Linked DNA regions of Rattus norvegicus: region 2 is linked to region 1. A link is a contact called in public Hi-C data. All regions are on one chromosome and are shown on one strand. The core of a region is the stretch at or near the end of the contact, and the rest is flanking DNA. Distances in the headings are between cores, read along the strand shown.

Region 1 (7,080 bases), core at 2,853-5,352:
GTGTACTCATATATAATAAATAAATAAATATTTAAAAAAAAGATCAGCCAGGTACGGTAGCACACACCTTTAATCCTAGCATTTGGGAGGCAGAGGCAGGCAGATCTCTGAGTTCAAAACCGACATGATTTACAAAGTGAGTTCCAGTCAGCCAGGGCTGCATAGTGAGACCATATCAAAATAAATAAATAAGTAAATAAATAAATATTTTTTAAAATGCAAAAAAACCAAAAAAGGCAAAAAAAGCAAACAAAAAATTTCTGTTTGCTTTTATTTTTCAAATATTTACTAACTTTAATTTACATACATGTGTGTGTGTATGGGTGTGTGTGTGTGCGCATGTGTGGTGTAGGGGAATATTTTGTCTCCTTGTATGTATGGGCACCACGTGCATGGGGCAGCCACCATGTGGGTAGAGGAAGAGACAGGCATGCTTTTCACTTCTGTGCCATCCCTCCCACTGCCTGCAGTTTCTGTTTTAGTAAGTTAGTTTCTAAGAAACTCCCAAGGGATGCTGACGCTGGTCCCAGGACCACATCACCACTTCCTGCCCTGGACTGAGAGGCTCCATTCTGCTTACCAGTCAGCTGTGCAGCCCTAAGACATTGAAGGGCTTCTGGGCTTGGACTCTTCTCCTGGGTATTATTTAGGTCAGCAAGCAAATGTAGACGGCTTCCTGCACGCCAGCTGCCCTGGCTGCTCCCTAGATAAGGGCGAGAGAAACCACAGGCTGAGCCCAGGATGACTGCCAGGCTGGGGACTCAGAGGTCCAACTGTAACATTTAAAGACCTTTTGGATTCTAGAATTCCATGACTCACTGTCAGAAATAGAACAGTTTTTTTTAATTAAATTATTTTTATGGGTATGGGTGCTTTGCCTGCATGTATGTCTGTGCACCATGTGGCGTGCATTTCTGGTGCCCAAGGAGGCCAGAAGAGAGTACTGGATCCCCTGGGACTGGAGTTATAGATAACTGTGAGCCATTGTGTGGGTGCTGGGAATTGAACCCAGGTCTTCTAAAAGATCAGTCAGTGATCTTAACTAACGAGCATCTTTCCAGTCCCTAGGACAGAATCTTTATCTCTTGACTCTTAGGACAGGGATGCTACTTCCCACAGATCTGGGTGTACAGAAATGTTAAATTCAGAAGGAACCCCAGATCCATGTTGCCATTTTACAGATGGAGGAAACCAGACAGGAAGCCAAACTGTTGGCTACAGATTAACCAACGGCCTTTCCAGCCGTGCTTGCAAAGGCAGTGTTAGGTCTCAAACCCAGGACGGTCGGCCGAGCGAGTTCCAGAACAGCCAGGGCTACACAGAGAAACCCTGTCTGAAACACAAGCAAAGAAAGTTTGTTATTAGTGTGGTGGGTACACCATGCTTGTGTGTACAGACGCCATGGCTTGCAGACGTGTTCCAACGGCTGGTCAGCATGCGCGCACTGCTGAGTGGCAAAACCTTTCCCTGTTGAGCCACCTTACCTGCCCTGTCTTAGCCTGTGTTAGTTTTACAGATTGATTTTTAGTTTTTAAATGTATGTTTAAGGGAGATGGCTCAGCGATTAAGAGCACTGACCGCTCTTCCAGAGGTCCTGAGTTCAATTCTCAGCAACCACATGGTGGCTCACAACCATCTATAACAGGATCTGATATCCTCTTCTGGCATGAACCATGGAGAACATCAACAAAATAAATAACCAAGGGGTTGGGGATTTAGCTCAGTGGTAGAGCGCTTGCCTAGCAAACGCGAGGCCCTGGGTTCGGTCCCCAGCTCCGAAAAAAAGAATAACCAAACAAATAAGTAAATGCATTTTAAACATGTGTTTGAGTGTGCGTGCACGCAAGTGGCAGTATTGAATGGCCTGGAGCTAAGAGTTACAGGCAGTGGTGAGCTGCTAAGAGTGGAGTGTTGGAAACCAGAGTCTGGCCCTCTGCAAGAGCAGTAAGCGGGCTTAACTGCTGAGCCATCTCTCCAGCCCCTATGTTGTTTGGTTTGCTCTTAAGGGTATAAATACCGGGCTGGTCTGAGGTCCACTATGTAGCCCAGGCTGGTCTTCAGCTCTGCAATCTTGTCTTAGCCGGCTGAGTGGTAGGATTACAGGCGTGTGCCACTGGACTGGGTTTATTCTTTACTTTGGGGTGTGCTTGGGGTTGAACCCAGAGCCTCTCACAAGCCAGGCAGGCCAAGTGCTTTCCTGAGGATTCCCCAACTCTATTTGCTTCTTATATGAGCTCTCTGTATGCTGTCCAAGCTCCGTTCAAACGTATGACCTCCAAGTAACTGGGACCACAGCACTTCATACCACTGTGTCCACATTAATATAATACAATTATTCATGAGGTCTGTTCTGGCTTTTTGTGTTTGTTTGTTTGTTTGAGGATTCATCTCTGGAGCAAGGGGTGTGCATCGGTGGTGGATAATGTTTGCCTGGTGTGTAAAAGCTCCAGATTTGATTCCCAGCGTCTTATATACGGTGCATATCTGCGATCTCCGTACTCCAGAGGTCAAGACTGGTGAATCAAAAGCTCAAGGTCATCCTTGGTTAAATATGAGTTCAAAGCCAGCCTGTAATACACGAGCCCCTATCTAAAAACAAAACCTAAGGATTGCATTTTTCTCCGTGAGGGTGACATTGTATATATACATGAGACCACAGACCCCTTGGACTACGATGGGAGCTTTCTGTGGTCCACTCTCTGGGAGGGGCCCTGGCTACCCCCCCCCCCAATTTAACCTTATTAAGGAGCAGCAGAGACTAACAGTAAGATCGCCTGTATTTCCACCTACAAATGGAAGCCGGGCAATTGTGCCCACATAGAATTTGCTCTCATCTCCTCTTCTATCCCGAGCAGTTGCTCAACTAAAATGAAGTAAAAATTCCAAGCGCAAGTGTAGGTTGGAGGGAGCACTCCTGCTTGGCCGGGTAGGTGCACCTCACTCTGTCACACTGGTTAGTTACATAAGGTGAGCAGCAGCCGACATGCCTCGCTGATGAGTGTGTGCGCCAGCACCCCCATCTCAACCCAGGGGCATCACTCGGACTTTCCCTAGGTCTGAAATAGTGGCACCGAGGCGTGCAGAGGAAGAAAACACTTTTCTTCCGACGAAGGGGGCTGGTTAGTGGGTGTTATCCCCCCCGAGTGCTCTTCTTCCTCAGCACAGCCTCAGGAAAAACCAGTTTTGGAAGCACCACACCTTGGGTCAGATGATGCAACGTGATATTAGCGTCGGGTTGCATCAGCGGTTCTGACGCATGTGCCTTTTACGCCGGCAGAAAGCAGTATAATGGGGCAGGAGAAAGAGAGAGAGAGACTCGCTGCCTAAAAGCCTTTTAAAGGCACCCTCGGCGTTTCTAATTGGCCACACAGGGTGTTGTCGGGAGGATAAACGCCCAACCAGCCACCACCCCCAGGACAAGCTCTGGCGTGCCATTTCCTGAAACCAAGACCTGACGGCACACTTAGGCAGAATTCTTTTCTGGTTGGTTCTAGTGTTTTGTAACAAAGCATCACGGTTTAATCTCTTCAATCTTTTCGAATTGCCAGGTCTATTAAGAGGGAACTTCTAATATCTCTGAAACGCACCAATTGGTTTTCATTTTGAGTTGTTTTACATAAGTGCTTCCACACAGGCTCGTGACTTTGATCAAATAACTTAGATTTGGTTCTCTTGGACTCTCCGCCTGCCTTCAAACGTTTGGTCCTGCGCCCCCACCCCACCCCCGCCGCCCTCCCGCTTCTCGATGTAATAAAGAAACGAACTGCAAAGACCCTAGAACTCTCTAGTCCACCAAAGAAGTTGCCGGAAAAAGAAACTTTCGGTGTTAACTCGGGCACTTGAGAGGTAGAAGCAGGAGGATCGGGTTCAATGCCAGCCTGGGTTACACGGGTCAGTTTTTTAGGCCAGCCTGGGCTACACCAGACCGAAACAAAACCCCAAAGAAAAAGGAAGAAGAAACATTTGGTAGAAGAAAAAGTTATACTGAGATTCAAACCTTCCCCCTAGTACCAGCCGATCTTTCTCCAATTGGTTCCTGCACGTGGCTTGTCCGGTCCCGTGAGCTGGCCCCTCCTCAGCCTTGACCCCAGCACCTCTGGCCACTTCTCTTCCCGGGTCCCTAGACCCTGCACTATTCCATGGGATTGGGGAACTGTTTTCTCCCTCACTTCTGGCAGGTCGGATTCTTTAAATTTCTTAACTCAGCTCGCCCAGGGAACGCCTTCCTTGGTCCTGGTACCGGGTAAGTACCACGCTTTCAGTAATTTCTTAATCTTTCCTCTTACTCCGCCTTCCAGTTGGGCAGAGATCCTATTCTCCAGGTCTGTATTCTAAGCGTCTAGCACCTCTGCATCCAGTCTCGCTTGTACTGGGGGCGCGGTAAAAACGTTTTAAAAATGAAATAAGGAATTCCCATCACAAGTACTTTCAAGTCCACCTATGCTAATTACTAATTTCATAGTATGCCCCCCCCCCAGCTAATTACTAATTTCATAGTACACCAAACCTTTATGTAACTTGACCATTTGTAACAGCACCCTGCTGCACACTCTGGACACATCCACGACGAATCAAATCTACCCTGCGTCTGCCTAGGAGAAAGTTACTCAAATTGTATTCATCTTTCATTCCGATCGCTCAACGAGGGCACGTCCCTCGTTGGCTGCTGCGTGAGCAAAGCAACTATTTTCCAGCGAGTGTCCTCAGGTGACCTGTCTAGACGCTCAGAGGGAAAAACAAGAGAATCTGACACTCTTCCGAGCCCCGAAGACGCCTCGTGACGCGCAGGCCCCGCTGCGTGGAAGGGCGTGCGTGCGGAGCGCGCAGCGGCGGGGCCGAGCGGGGCCTGCGGCGTGGCGCCGGGCGTCCGGGACGCAGGCTCGGGTGGGCGGCCCGGCCGTGGGGACCTCCGGCCGGTAGGGGGCGCGCGCGCCCGGAGCCCCTAGCCGCCCGCCGCGCGCGCGCTCGCTTGCCGCCCGGCCGCACATGTGTTTCTGTTTTGTGTTGTAGCATTTGTTCTGGAAGCTCGTATTTACATTTTAAGTGTATCTGGTGAGTGGGCTGGAGCCCTCGTCCGGGCCGGGGAGAGAAGAAGCCCTCGACCCCCGTCTTTCAGTCGCTCCCCTCCTCGTTTCTCATCACTCCAACCAGGTAGGGGCTGGAAACCGTCTGGGACCAGTTTGCAGGGTCTGGGAAAGTTTTTTTTTTTCCTCTTTTTTTTTTTTTCTCTCCTCTCCTTTCCCCCTCCCCCCCGAGAAAGGTTTAAAAAAAAAAACGCTGGGGAAGGGGGGGTTGGGGAACGGAATGAATAAGAAGGGGAAGGAAGGCGGATCCACGTGGTTTAATCGGAGACAGACAGAGATCCCATTGTTCAAAATCAATAAAAAAAAAAAAAAGCAGACGGGGCGAGTGCGGGGCCGCGGGGGCCGGGCTGGGGCCCCACCAAAGTTCCTCTTTTCGCGCGTGCTCGCAGGTGCTTGGGGCCCGGCCGGGGTACGGGGGGGGGACCCCGCGTGGCGCGCGGCGTGGGGAGGGGCGAGGGAGCAGCAGGTGGGGCGGCCCACGCCGCGCTGCGCTCCCCTCCCCCGCCCCGCAGCCAGCCCGTGCATTGTGCGCCCGTGTCTCCGCAGCCCGCGACCATGCCCAGGAAGAAGGGGGCGGCTTGGGAGGAGCCGAGTTCGGGCAACGGCACGGCACGCGCGGGGCCCCGGCGGCGCGGCGGCCCCGCGGGCAGGAAGCGCGAGCGGCCGGAGCGCTGCAGCAGTAGCAGCGGCGGCGGCAGCAGCGGCGACGAGGACGGCCCGGAGCTGGACGGGGCCCCCGGCGGCGGCAAGCGCACAGCCAGGCCGGCGACAGCGGGCAAGGCGTCCGGCGCGGCCGCGATTATCACGGAGCCTGAGCACACGAAGGAGCGCGTCGTGAGTGGGGCGGGGGCGCGGGCGGTTGGCGGTTGGGGGGGAGGGGCGCCGTGGGGTCACGCCCCGCCCCTCCCCCACGGCGCGCGGGGAACTCCGGGGAGCTGGTCCCGGGCCGGGGGGGACCGGGTGTGCGCGGCCTCGCGGGGGCTGTCAGTCCCTCCCTTCCCTGTGCGTCCGTCCCCCTCCTCCCCCCCACGTCTCTTCCTCCTCCGGGGGGGAGGGCAGTCCACGGGGAGCAGCCGGCTCGCGCCGGGGCTTTGAGGTTCCCGCCGCTGCGGCTCGGGCGCCCCGGGGGGGCGGGGCCTGGCGCGCTGCGCGCATGCTCCGTGTGTGCCCTGCGCGGTCGGCCGGCCGGTGCGCGCGGGGCATGGTGGGGGCCGCGCGGCGCGGGTGTGAGCGCGCATGCTCCTCGGAGGCCCTCCCCGCCCGGGGGCTCTCCTCCTCCCACCCGCGACCCCCTGCTGAGCGGCACTGGGCTTTGTCTGCCTCCGGTGCCCGCGGCGTGGGGCCGGTGGGGTCGGTTCTCCTATAGGCTCCGGTCTGGGCCATCGAACTTGAGCTTGAGGGGGAAAGAGCCCCGCAGAGCCGGGCCCAGGCTCCTGAGTTTCCGCCAGAACTTTGTAAAGCAAGTTTTCTTTGGTACACCTCTCTCCTCCGCCTCTGTAGATCATCAACATTCTCTATTAACACTAAGGAAGAGGTGGAATTTGACCCACGTAGAGTGTCACCCATGTTTCCAATCATGTCCTGCGAAGGTGGCCAGGGTAAAGGAGCTGGGCACTTCACCTAGCTGCCCAAGCACACTACGAGGGATAGAGAGTCCTAACCATTTTGCGGTAGAAGGAAACTCCGCTAGGCATGCAGGGGAGCCCTGGAAGAGGTAGGCTTGCCAGGTAGAACGAACTTACTTATTAGCCAGAGTATTGGAAGGGGTACCCACAAGCTGCCTAGTGGATTTGGACAAGGTTAAGAAGTTGGACATGTTGGGGCCTTTCCTTTGCTGTATCGGGTTGTGAAGTTTAGGAAAGCCTCGTGAAGTTGGATTATTTTGTGAATGAAAACAAACTGATAAGACATGACTCTCCGAGGTATGGTAGAGGAGAACGTTTATTATGGATTAGACAGAGACACAGGCAGGGACATTGGGGACAGTCCTGGCGCT
Region 2 (7,080 bases), core at 3,435-5,934, 270 kb after region 1:
TGTGTCAGCTCTGATTCTGGAATTGCCAGCTTTTACCCCGGTGTCTCTCTAGCGTCTCGTGATACGGAACAAGTGTACCCTAGAAGTAAATACCCCAGCCAGAGAGTGGAGATGTTCCTGGAGAAGTCTGCCTCTTGTCAAACTTGGAAGCCACAGCCATGCTTGGATGATTGAGCTATACAGAAGGGGCAACGCCTGCAGTAGCCAGAGGGGAGGCTCCCGGGCAGGGGGGGGAGGGGGGACTCCGGCCCAGCCTATGCAACGGTACTTGCTTTATGGAGGATACACTGAGCCCGTGGACGTTTGGATGCTGGTTGGCTGATCACACTGACTTGCCTTGCTTTTTCTCTATCCCTGTCTCTCTATTCTGTTTCCTGAAGAATCACCCGATGCCCTGATATACCATGAAAGTCTTTCATGCTGACTCCAGGGAAGCCAACAAGGGCTGATGGGGCTAAAACGGAAAGGGACAGGCTTGGGGATGTGGCTCACTGGCAGATCACCAGCGAGGCACACATGCCTCTGTTCAGTTCCTAGCACTAGTAGAGAATGGTTACTCAAAACATTCCTATTTTATGATCTTTTTGTGAATATTTTTTAGATTTACTTTACTCTCCTGTGTGAATGTTGTGCATATATATATATATATATATATATATATATATATATATATATATATATATGTCCTGCATGTGTGCCTGCTTCCCTGGGAGATCAGGAGGAGGCATCAGGCCCCCTAGACTTGGAATTATAGATTGTTGTGAGCCACCAGGTAAGTGCTGGGAACTGCTGAGTGGTCTCTCCAGCCCCTTCGATATGAGCTTTAAAAACACTCTTTGTCCTGGTCCTCGAGTAGTCACCACGGTGCCCGCCTGAGTCTCTACACGGCTCCAAACCCCCCCCCCCAATCTCTCCTCTCGCTGCGACAAGAAACCAGCTCACCTTCCTTACTCCCCATCCCTCCATCCGGCTGACCCACCTGACTGTGTACCTACTGTGTGCTGCATCCTAAGCCAGGCACTTTGTTCGCCTGCTGAGTGTTTCTTAGCCACCTGCTGTGCTGCAGGCCCCTGAGCAGGCTCTGGATATGACCCTGAACAAGAGACAAATCTTCACCTTGGCCCAGAAGTTCCCTGCAATCAACACAGCTGTGAAGAATTCAGAAAACCACCCCCACCCCCAACAAAACCAAACAGATAGAAAGAATGAATTCAAAACAGATTTGCAGACAACAATAAATTCAGTGAGGATGCCCCGCTCTATTGAAATGTCCCCAGTTGGGCCTAAAGACAGGAAAGCAGGATATCCTCAAACCAAGTCTAAGTTGTACTGATGACCCGAGCAGAGGATATTTTGTTGAGAGTGGTTGTTTTCTAGAAAGGGAGAAAGTTGGATCTGAATTTTTGCAAAGGGCTGTAGAGGAGGAAAAAGCGGGTAGGTGGCCCACACCTACAACCCCAGCACGTGGGAGGATTAAGAATTCTGGGCCAGCCTGGGCTACATGAAGAGCCCTTGTCAATAGATAAATAGGTATAGGAAGCTAGGACATTGCAGGTCCAAGTTATGGAACTGCACAGAGAAGAGGGGTGGACAGAGAAGAGGGTGGACAGAGAAGAAGATGGACAGATTTAAGTGGAGGCTAGAGTGGCCATGGACTTTGATGGATGGTAGTGGTGGTGGTAGGAGTAGAAATATGAACATCTCAGGCTGCTGGTGGGACAAGCCTGCTCTACTTCCAAGGGGAATTAGAACCTTAGAGAGAGGTGGGGAGAGAGAGAGAGAGAATATATCTGTATCTGGGATCACACACACACACACACACACACACACACACACACACACACTTTTTTTTGGCTTTTCAAGACTGAGTTTCTCTGTATAACCCTAGCTGCCCTGGAACTCACTCTTTAGACCAGGCTAGCCTCAAATCTGAGATCCACCTGCCTCTGCCTCCCAAGTTCTGGGATTGAAAGTGTGCTGCCACCACCGCCTCTTGGCCCCCCGTTTTCTCTTTGGAGGACTGGGAGAGGGGTTCTCACTATACCGCAGAGGTTGCGCTGTAACTAACAACTCTGTTGGGTATTTCCAAGGCAATCTGAGCTGTCGGGCCCAGCTTGGTATTGGTCTTTGCTCCCAGACTCTGTGCCTAGGCCTGGGGGAGTAGAAAGTTCCTCGAGCAGGATTCCCACCCTGGTTGCCCAGATTTCCCAGTTCTCAAAGACTGTCTGCAAGTGGGGACAGTTATTCCGACCCATCAGGGTTGTTGGGAGGACCAGGGGAGACTGTTGATGCCAACACATTTGTGGACGATGAGGTGAGGCTCTCCATAAACGCAGGGCGCCCAGTGGCATGTCTGATGAAAGCAATAGATCACTGTCTACACAGATGGCAACAAACCAACCCCAACCCTGCGGTCTCACGGCACGGACACCTTGGCAATCTAAGTCCAGAAGAGGCCATGCAGACCTTTAAATCCTATGGCCTCTGTGCCTTTCTGGCACCCCAAAGCTTAGGGCGGAGGTAGAGCAGCCCAGGAATTTATTATCCTTCCATAACGTTGAGCTTCCCAAATCCCCATGAAGCCCAGGAATGATGTGACGGCAGGGTGTGTGGGCCTACTGGCACCAGGAGCCCCTCTGTAAATCAAAGTCTCACTTTTGCTGGCTGCTGACTGCTTTTTCCAAGGTGACCTGGAAAAAAAAGGGTGGCCATTCGCGTAGGGGTGGTGTCTGCCTTTGACATGGTGGCTAAAAAAATGGCTAAAGAGACCAGTTCTCTAGAAATACTGCCTGGAGGAGTTACAAAGAAATGACAGTCTTCCTACAACCTTGGCCCACTTGGGTGGCCCCAATGGTCCCTTGGGTAGCCTAGAAGAAACTATCCCAGCCCTGAGCCAGGCCCCCTAAGAAGCCAAGGTAACCTTGCCATCTGTTGCACAAGACAACCATGCTAATCATAATCAGCTGGCACAACTCCTACTGATTCAGGCAAGGACACCATAAGTCAGAAGTGATGAAAGAGTTGTCAAAGGTCACATGGCCTTGAGGGGAGCAATCTAGGTAACCCCAAGGGTTCAGGACTCCCCACACCCTTTTTAATGAGGCCACCTGGCAGGGAAATCAGAATCAGGGTGAGTTCTCAGAAACTTGGCCTCATCTAACCATTCCTCCTGTCATGGTAATTTCTCCAGTGGCTTCTAAATGATGGGAGTGAGGAAACCCAAGACTATAAACAGTGCCCTCCCTCTGCCAAAGGTGAGCGGAAAGTAATAAACTCATTCCTCTGGTAATTGGGACCAGCAAAGTCACTGGGTACCTCAAGAGATCAAGTGACTTGGGATAGCAAGATCACACCTGCCCAAAGTGGTCAAATCCCCAGTCAGAAGGGCTCTGAGAGAACCCATTAAAAGTGCCAGAAAAAAGCAGCTCAGGTGGACTGGAGAGATGGCTCATTGGTTAAGAGAACTGACTGTTCTTCCAGAGGTCCTGAGTTCAGTTCCCAGCAACAACATGGTGTCTCATAACCATCTATAACAGGCCCTGTTCTGATGTGTCTGAAGGCAGCTACAGTATATTCATATAATGAACAAGACTTTTTTTCTTCTTCTTTTTTTTTCTTTTTTTTTTTTTTTTTTTTTTTTTGGTTCTTTTTTTCGGAGCTGGGGACCAAACCCAGGGCCTTGTGCTTCCTAGGCAAGCGCTCTACCACTGAGCTAAATCCCCAACCCCTTTTTTCTTCTTTAAGCAGCTCAGGTGACTAAGAAAACTGACAAAGCAAAATCTGAGGACACAGCTGGGTTGGTAGAGTGCTTGTTGTCCAGCACGTACTACCAGGCGTGGTGACACACAGCTATAATCCCAGCTCTCGGCAGTTCTTTACCTACGGGAAGATCTGAAGTTCAAGACAGTGGACAGCCTCTGTCTCCTTGGTGTCCAGCCTAAGCTGCATTACTCCTCTGTCCTATTGTCATCTTCCTCAAGGTTAGAAAGGAATTATGTGAGCCATTAACTCACTTACCACAGCACCCCAGAGCCTGGCGCCAGCCACACAGCAGGTGCCCTTTTTGATTGCTTTGGTTTTGTTTTTGTGTGTTTTAAGACAGAGCCTCAAGTATCCCAGATAGCCTCCACCTCACTAAGTAGCCAAGGATGAGCTTGATTCTCCTACTGCCTCCACATGCCAATTTCTGGGATTCCAGGCATGCAACTTACGTACATATTTATGAATAAATGAATGAGCGACACCTTTGACATTCATTTTTGTGACCGCCTCAATCGCTCGCCAACTGTCTCGCTCAGAGAGGGACTGACGGGTCCTCTAGCACAAAACTGATCAGACAAGAGTCACAGGTGATTGACAGACACGACTGCAAGTAGAGAGGGATTAAAATCACAGCCTTCAGCAAACTAGGAAAGACCCGCCCCTCCTGGCCTTTGCCCCACCCCTCCAGGCTACCTTCCCTCTTTCCCGCTGCTCCGACTCCAGAGGTCACCTTAGGAACATAGGAAGCCCAGTGGGCATGCGCCCTACTGGCCGCTACGGCACACTCGCACTTCCTGTCCGTTTACTCGGGATACCGGAAGCTGCCTTCCACTCGTTGGCTCTTAGGCTGCTAGCGGACCTCAAGGGGAGAGGCCGGCTTCCCACCGCGGTGTTCGACGGGATGCCGGAGGGTAAGGGGTGGGGCTGACGTCAGGAGCCAAAATGGCGGCGGTGGTCGGGGTCTCCTTGAAGCGCGGCTTTTCGGCTACGGCTCTCGGCAGAGTCGGCCTGCAGGTGAGCCCCGGAGCCGTAGTTCAGTGGGGAACCGTGCCGGTCACCGAGGCTGCCTGGGTGGAGAGTCCGCGGAGAAGCGGAAAGAGCCCGGGTCCAGGCCTCAGGAGAGGACTTACCAGCTCCCTGCCCCTGAGCATCCTTTCAGATAGCCAACCCGCGCTTCTCCCAAGCTGGAGAGTCGCGGCCGGGAGGAGGTTGGAAAAGATAACGGAAAGGCAGAGGTCAGGGAGGACAAGCGAATTGGTCAAGGTCATATGATGGGCGACCTGTTGTTGGAACCCAGAATCAAATCCTGATATTTGCACTCGACCAACCTTGTGTAAAAGGGAGGCCTGCGGGTTGTCTGGGACGGGTCCCGGGAGACCAGGTCGCAACTCCAGATTAGGCTGTTCTGCATCGGTAATGTCGGAGACCGCTGAACTCTGGAGGACAATGCACTTGACCCGCAGGGAAAGGAAGACATAGAAGAAAACGACCCAACCCCTGAAAGATGCGGACTGTAGAAGTTTGCAAGCAAGACCCGGTTCCCTGAAGTGTGTTTATTCAAGGGTGTGTAGCGGCACTGATCTCATACGGATGGCATGGGATGACAGACAGAGCCTGGAGCTGCTTTTGTTAATACTACTGTAGTGGCTCTGTCATAGGTCTCCCCACACGCCCTATCCTCGGGAGCTGTACACAGTGGAAGCACTTAGAAAGGCGAGAGAAACTGCCTCTCCTTAAAGATTTACAAATACCATTCAGTCCTCTTCTGGGCTCCTGGACAGTCCTTCACAGGTGGACAACAGGAACTCCGAGAGAGACTTTCTTAGTGACTTAAAACCTGAGCGCCCCCCCCCCCTTTCTTGTAAACTGTAGATCGTGGGCAGGTTCTTTTGTGGGTTGTTTTTTGTTTTGTTTTGTTTTGTTTAGATGTTTCCATTTGTACGTAGGAGTTATGTATAGGCACCATGCGTGTGCCTGTGGAGAAGAGGGAGCCGTATTTCCTGGAACTGGAGTTACAGGTGGTTATCAGCCGCCATGCGAGTGCAGAGAACTGAACTCTGCTCCTTCCAAACTGCTAGGACAAATCTCCAGCCTGTGACAGTGTTATTGTTTTGCTTAGGTTTTGGCTTTTTGGACAGTGTCTTTATGCAACCCTGGCTGTCCTGGAACTCAGAGATCCTCCTCCTTCAGCACATGGGAGTAAATGCTGAGATGAAAGGTGTGGACCTGTGCATCTCTGCATACACACCTATCATAGCAGCACTCGGGAGGCTGAGGCAGCGAGATCAGGAGTGTAAGGACATCCTCAGCCCCATATGGAGTGCAAGGCCAACCTGGGCTACTTGGGACCCTGTCTCAACAACAAAAACAGACAGTGCCTACCAGAGCCTCAGGCTGATGTCCCAAGTATTCAGTTAATGATCCTGTTTTGGTTGTTGAGAATTTCATGCATGACTACTGTATTTAAATTTTTTCCAATCCCCTCTCTCCTCCCATGCTCCCTCCCTTTCAAACTCATGACTTCTTTAATTAGCATGGCTAAATATATACGTACACAATCTCTTTAAGTGCATTTAGTGTTCCTTATGCATAAAGTGTTTAGGGCTGAGAACATGGGATCCTAATGACACCAGTTCATGCAAGCATGAATGGGAGAAATTTCACCAGGCCCCACCCCTAATTTAAAAGCTACAGCAATCAGTGACCGCACAAAGGGGGTGTATCAGTTTTCTTGAGGGAGGAGCCTCCTGATAGGTTATCCAGTTAATAATTCCGGGTGACCTTGTTTACTGTCCTCTTTCTACATTGCAGAGGCAGCAGTGAGGTTATGAGAGCCTCACTGTAAGGAGTGAGTTCTCAGGCTCAGGCGGGGCATTCTAGAACGAAGTGAAGAAGAGACTGGTTTCAAAGGTCAGCATTAGGATTTCAGGAGAGGCCCTTACCCACCTTTCTAGGGTAGTGAGAGTAAGAGAGGCCTCCTCCCTGTGGGAAGGTATATTTGTGCTCAAAAAGCCCCGTCCTGAGCTTGCTGTGGACTTTCCGTTCTGGTTCCAAGTCTCCTGTGATTGCTGTGAACTCATGGGAACAGATCATTTCCTGAGCTGTGCCAGTAGTTTGGCCTGCTCCTTGTGAAGTGGGTATCCATACCACCCTCCCCTTCGCAAAGGGGGAAGTGAGATTAGACTGGAGGAAGTGGGATCAGACTGGTTAAGAGATTCTCTAAAGAACTCGCAGCTTGAAGGTAACAGGGCTGGATCCCACTAACACACTTCAGATACAAGCCTGCCCCTTCCTTGAGTCTGTAGGGTTGGCTTTGCC

What was found. A called contact is a pair of places that touch in the nucleus more often than the background predicts.
Region 2: a Hi-C map of liver shows a contact between it and region 1, with 4 times the contacts expected there. The contact joins the promoter of Sdhb here to the promoter of Rcc2 in region 1. A contact is called at or near these places in 1 of 12 Hi-C or Micro-C datasets (liver) and 1 of 1 datasets of contacts at active chromatin or transcription factors (oligodendrocytes).

What each region holds. Positions count from the first base shown.
Region 1 is chr5:158,273,374-158,280,453 of GRCr8, forward strand. It overlaps Rcc2 (regulator of chromosome condensation 2), which reads left to right and starts at 4,103. Exons shown (of 14, transcript NM_001427820.1): 1 at 4,103-4,243; 2 at 5,011-5,151; 3 at 5,631-5,918. The coding sequence starts at 5,640. It overlaps LOC120103022 (a long non-coding RNA gene), which reads right to left and starts at 4,644. Exons shown (of 4, transcript XR_005505069.1): 1 at 4,508-4,644; 2 at 581-703.
Region 2 is chr5:158,543,250-158,550,329 of GRCr8, forward strand. It overlaps Sdhb (succinate dehydrogenase complex iron sulfur subunit B), which reads left to right and starts at 4,685. Exons shown (of 8, transcript NM_001100539.1): 1 at 4,685-4,776. The coding sequence starts at 4,705.